Linked DNA regions of Mus musculus: region 1 is linked to region 2. Evidence: chromatin contacts called from public HiChIP or PLAC-seq data. All regions are on one chromosome and are shown on one strand. Each heading gives the region's core, a stretch centred on a gene start, on an enhancer-like site or on the middle of the called end of the contact. The rest is flanking DNA. Distances are from core to core; before and after follow the strand shown. Region 1 overlaps Tspo (translocator protein). Region 2 holds the start of Arfgap3 (ADP-ribosylation factor GTPase activating protein 3).

What was found. HiChIP or PLAC-seq counts read pairs in DNA pulled down with a chosen protein or histone mark.
Region 1: a FOXA1 HiChIP or PLAC-seq map of pancreatic cancer cells shows a contact between it and region 2. The contact joins the enhancer-like site here to the promoter of Arfgap3 in region 2. A contact is called at or near these places in 3 of 39 promoter capture datasets (erythroid cells, liver and neutrophils), 1 of 484 Hi-C or Micro-C datasets (neutrophils), 8 of 115 datasets of contacts at active chromatin or transcription factors (acute myeloid leukemia, bone marrow-derived dendritic cells, bone marrow-derived macrophages and 5 more) and 3 of 9 other capture datasets (adipose tissue, liver and macrophages).

What each region holds. Positions count from the first base shown.
Region 1 is chr15:83,573,984-83,576,683 of GRCm38.p6, reverse strand. It overlaps Tspo (translocator protein), which reads right to left. Exons shown (of 4, transcript NM_009775.4): 4 at 2,481-2,700. Ttll12 (tubulin tyrosine ligase-like family, member 12) reads left to right here. Exons shown (of 14, transcript NM_183017.2): 14 at 1-1,590. Among named protein-coding and RNA genes, the nearest start is that of Tspo, 12 kb to the right of the region's middle. Within about 2 kb of position 1,428, at least 66 of the 459 cell types and tissues checked have an H3K27ac peak or open chromatin away from gene starts, as enhancers often do. A contact at or near this core is called in adipose tissue and pancreatic cancer cells, where this site is marked.
Region 2 is chr15:83,348,927-83,351,626 of GRCm38.p6, reverse strand. Arfgap3 (ADP-ribosylation factor GTPase activating protein 3) reads left to right here and starts at 1,380. Exons shown (of 16, transcript NM_001357756.1): 1 at 1,380-1,546. The coding sequence starts at 1,478.

The DNA.
Region 1 (2,700 bases), core at 179-2,678, 230 kb before region 2:
AGAGCTGGACAGTGAGTGGTGTCCCAAGGACTGGGCTCCGACCAGCTGTACCTGGTCTCTGTACCTCTTAACGCCCTCTCTTCTCTGAAGAGTCTGCAGCTCAGCTAAGGGCTTTTCTCCTGGCATCCAGAAAGTTCGCAGACCAAGAAATGTTCTGCAGAAACAGGGTTCGACGAGGGAAGTGTTTGGGAACCCGGTATCCACAAGGGCCAGGGAGTACTCTCAGAATCTCTGCCCTCCTGTCCCATGGCTGCTGCAAGCAGGGTACGGGAACCCTGTGTTGCACCCACAGGCCCCAGAACAGCCAAGGGGAAACATTTGCCAACCCGGCCTTATGCCTCGGCATCCTCCGCCAGAGCCTTCACCAGCAGACTTCTCAGCCATGCCTACCCTGGGTGTTTCCCTTCTGGGAAGCTGGGCTATGCAGAGTCCCATGGTCTCTGCATGTTGGTACCTCACCAAGTCCCACTGTGCTCTTGTGGTAGACAGGGTGCTAGGTTGCTCTAGGGCTGTGACATTTCATGGCAGAATCCAAGCAGGAGTGGCTGTGGAAATGCCAGAGCGGCTAAGATGGCTCTGGAGAGAACTTCATGTGGGAATCAGGCTGCCTCTTGCCAAAGTTCAGAGTCCTAGTGTTAAGGTTTTGGGTTTGGTTTTCCTTCAACCTGCAGGAAAGACAATGTTACGTGGAGTTCCTAATTTTGTTGCTGGAATTTGAAGTCAGCCACCATTGCTTCTGTAACTGCTGGGCGCTGGGATCCTGCCCCCAGGAAGTTAAGAGTGGGCAGGAGCTCCTTCCAGATGTCCTACTGTTCGGGTGGGACACTGTGGTGGCTGTTGTACTTGTGAAGGTAAAAGTGACCTTCTCTTAGCATGACTGGACATGGTTCTTCCTGCTCATCTCTGGGCTTGTAGGCCACCTGTTAGGGAGCCTGCCCCCGCCACCATCAGGGTCAGGGTAGAGACACTTGTGGTGGTCGCACCCCTGGAAAGCGGCTGGCATCTGCCCTTTTATACTGCAGTAAAATACGCCTCCTTTCCACCTGGTCTTTTCTCTTTGGGGCCCTAGAGGCCTGGGCTGGGCTGGCAGGGCGGCTGTGTCCCTCCAAGGTTGCAAGCAGACCCAACATGTCACCACGTGTGCTTTGAGAAATGAGAAGGAAAAGAAAGACCTCCGAGCTCCCTAAGGCAGTCTAGCTTCCTAGTTAGAGTCCCAGTTCCAAGCTGGAGAAGAGATCTGACCTGACCAGTCCACACTACCAACCCAAGGGGGCGTTGGGGGCCGCAGGGTCTGAGGCTTGGTCCCACCTGGTGGCCTTGAGAAATAGCATTCTCTATGTTACCTCCTTGTTCTGGAGTGGGGATGAGAGGCCATAATTCATGAGGTAGTCAAGAGGCTCTGGGGGCTGGCAGAGGACCAGCAAGACAGCTCACCGAGTAAAAATGCCTGCTGCCAAGCCTGAAGACTTCCCTGGGAGCTACAGGAGAGAGAACCAACTCCCACGGGTTGTCCTCTGACCTCCATGTGTATACCATGGGACATGTGACTGGACAGGCATGTACACACAAAAATATAATTTAAAAGTCTTCTAAAGAAGTCAGGTACTTCACATGCACCAGCTGGCCCAGCATCAGGCTTGGCCACCAGCCAGTTGTAGAGACAGTGGTTATACCTCTGACAAATCCTCCTGGTATTCATCCACACCCTGGTCGCTCTCTCCACTTAAGGGGTCATCAAAGGCCAGCACGTGCTCAAGGTGGGCATGTGCAGCAGGCTGGAGAGCCTAGGTAGCCACAGCGGTGTTGCTGAAGAAGGAAGTAGGCAGCTGAGCTCTGTAGGCCCTGGCCTGGCCGCCTGGGAGATGCCAGTGGCTGACCACAAACTCAAGTGTTTCTAGCACCCTCTAATCCTAAATCAACATGGCTTCCATGCTGACAGTTGGCTGGGGTAAAAGTTTAAGGCCTGTGCTGTGGGAATAAGCACAAGCCAGAGACCAGTCTAAACCAGTAGGCCAAGTGCCCTTCTCATTAAAGGCTGCAGAAAGCCATTGTCATCTGAGCTGGTGACAGCATAGAAGAGAAGGTGCCTCCAGTGGTGGGCAAGGGAAGCACATTTGTAGGTGGCGCGTGACCCCCATTTCAGATCACTAGGGAGTTGCTGGAGCGCTATGAAGAGCACTGCCAAGAAGCCCTTCCCAAGTCTTGGGTGCACTACCCATCAAAATGTCCAACATGGTTGCCTGTGATACCTGATGGGTCATTTGTGCCCTGTATACCCATGAGGCCTATGGAAGCAGGCTGAAGCAGGTGAAAGGGTGCTGGAATTTACCCTCTTCCTGCCAGTTGGGTCACCCTAGGTGGAGAACCTGGGTGGTACCAGCCCAGACAGGCCCAGCCTCAGCAGCAGAACCATCCTGCTTAGCTGCCACCCACCATCTGCCTGTCCAACAGGCCAGATGTTCCACTAAGTACAGAGTCTGTTACACATGAAGTTAGAGACTTTATTTAGCTTTAAAACACCATGCTCTAAGGGCATGCCTGGAGCAGTGCAGAAAGGCAGGTATAACTGTGTCTGCAGGAGACTCGGCACTGACCACCCTAACCTACCTGGTGGCTTCCTGGGCTAAGACCAGGTAGACCAGCAGGCCCAATGGTCATAAAAGCATGATGGCTGCCACCCATGGTGCCTGGCTGGCAGGG
Region 2 (2,700 bases), core at 131-2,630:
GTTTGTTACGCTATTTGTCCACTTCCTGAGGCTAACATACTAAGGTCCAGCTATCAAAATCCACCCCCTACCTTGGTTCACCTAATTAGCATGCCCCATAAAATAAACTTATCCTAAAGGGGTTTCTTCTTTTACCTTTATGAACTGCCATTTGCCAATACGCCAAGGCTGTCTCTTCTCTATCCAGAAGCAGTCCTTTGTCCCTCTGGAGCAAATAACCCGTCCCCCTCTCCCTCCTTTTCACTTCTTCCTCTTGCTCTATCTCCTGTCTTTGTCTCTTATTCCCTGCCCTTTTGTCACTCTGCTGAGAACTTTGTGTGTCTTGTGCCAGTTCCTGTCCTTGTACAGCCTATATGAGGTCCCAACTTGACACCAAGACCGTTTTCAGAACATCCCTGAAGCTGCAGTGCTGCTCTGGTCAACATATTTCATCTCCAACTCCTTCATACAGGTGAATGCTAGGAAGTGCCTACAGCAGCCCTGCTGGGAAGCAACCAGTTGAACTGGGACAGAAGCTGGGGCTTAGCACTTGATACCAAAACCTGTTTTTCTTCTATTATGCTCTACCTAAGGTCATGTTTGCCAGCTGCTCCACCCTGACCGCTGTAAAAGAGGCACCTGCTCCCAAGCTCAAACCTTCCAGCTACTAATATTATCCAAGGTTTAACTGGAGCCCCAAGCACTAAACACAGACTTGTTTCTGGTCTTTCTAGACTTCTCAGTTCTGACCCTGATAGAACTTGTTGCCTACAGGCAAGCACTCTCTCTCCGTGAACAGAACAGACTTTATAATTACAAGATTATCAAGCCAGTATGGCTTGGTGCAGACCTGTAATCTGAGCAGCAAGACGCTAAAACAGGAATATCTCCAGTTCAAGTCCAGCCTTGGACTACACAGTGTGCTCTAGGCCAGCCTGGGTTTCCCAGATGGGAGAGAGAAAAATGGGACAGCAGTTTCCTGTAGGTTATCACTCAGGGCTTGACTTTAGCTGAGAAAGAGTACAAACACACACTACTACTATGCAGGATCCATGAGGATGAGACCTGCTGGCTCTCCCATCCTGAGGGATAGGTGTGAGACTGGCCACGGGCCGGCAACGGTATGCTGGTGAGTCCGGTGGGTAAGCCCGATGCTCCCTGCGCAAAGCCTGGGGTTCCTATCCCACACTGCAGGACCCTAACTAACGCTGAGATCTGGGGAAGGTTTGCGGAGGGGTGGGAGTTGTCCGAGCGTCCGCGCATGCGCCTGCCGCGCCCGACTTCGAAATTGGAACCCGGAGAAACCAGTGGCGCCGAGGGACCTCACCGAGTGAAGGAGAACGGCGCGTGCGCCCGCTTGTGGGCGGAGCCTGGGCGCGGCAGGGGCGGGGCTTGTCGTCACGCGCAGCCCCGCCCCTCGGTCTCCGGGAGGCGGCAACCGCTACTCCTTGTCTCTTCCCGGTTGTCGGGGACTGCTTCACCTCAGTTCTCAGTGACTATGGGGGACCCCAGCAAGCAGGACATCCTGGCCATCTTCAAGCGCCTGCGCTCGGTGCCCACTAACAAGGTAACGGCCGCAGGCGGGCTTGGGACCCCGCGGCCCGCCGGACCCCGGTGTGGCCGCGGCCGTGGGAGGAGCCGCCCGGCCTGTGACACGTCGCACTGTGGGCCTGGCAGCCGCCGCTCCCCAACCTTCGTCAGCAAGGGGAGGAAAAGGGGGCGCCCACCAGGGGCTTAGCGCCTGGGGCACAGGGACATGGGCATCCGGAGGATGTCCAGGACTAAAAGGCAGAGAGCCTGGGGTCACAGGACTGGGGCATGGACATCTGGGATGTCTAGCATCCTAGGGCAGAGCGTCTGGGGTCACAGGGGGGGCTGGGACATGGACAGTTGGGGTGTCCGCCACCAGAGGCCAGAACACCTGGGGATAGACAGAAGACTGGGGCATGGACATCTGGAACAGGAGACCAGTGCATTTCATGGCAGAGAGAGGACTGGGGTATGGACCTCTAGGAGTGTCCAGGTTACCCAGACGCCAGACTACCTGGGGGCTTAGAGAGAAGGCTAGTTCATAGCATCTAGGGGTGTCTAGGGGTCTGGAGAACAGAGCACCTTGACCCAGAAGCACAGACATGGTAGGGTGGAGGAAACAGATGTTGGAAGTGTGTAGCTGGGCTCTGAGAAGGCTGGTGAGGCAGAGTTCACTCCTTCTGGCCTCTGTGAACAAAGGTAAAAATCCCAGCCACCTAGACCCAGGGGTCAGAACTCTAAGTGGTGCTAAGTTCTGGGAAAGAAGGGCTTCTCCCCCCACCATGGACCTTGTCTTGAGTGTTCTTCAGGGCTGGGGACCTGTTGGATTTTTGTCACCATTGTCCTTCGGTGGCAGCCTGTTTCCCAGTCCAGTAGAGCTAAGGTTCTCTTCCCTGGTTGCCAGCTCTCTGGGTTCCTGAGGAAGCTCACTAAAACTCACGTTCATCCCTCTGTAGGTTGAGGTCTGTCCCTACAATTTTTTTCTTCCCCTTATGTGACCCCCCCCACACACACACACACACAGACCCCACCCCCAACCACTGGGCCTCATAACTTTTAGCATGTGGCTGGCAGTGTTGTTTTGATACACAGGGTTAAGGTGTCTACTTCCTTAGGATGACGGAGTAGGGTGGAACCCGAGGAGTGCAAAGGGCTGTCGTGTCACTGTGGACTCTCCCCACCCCTCTCCAA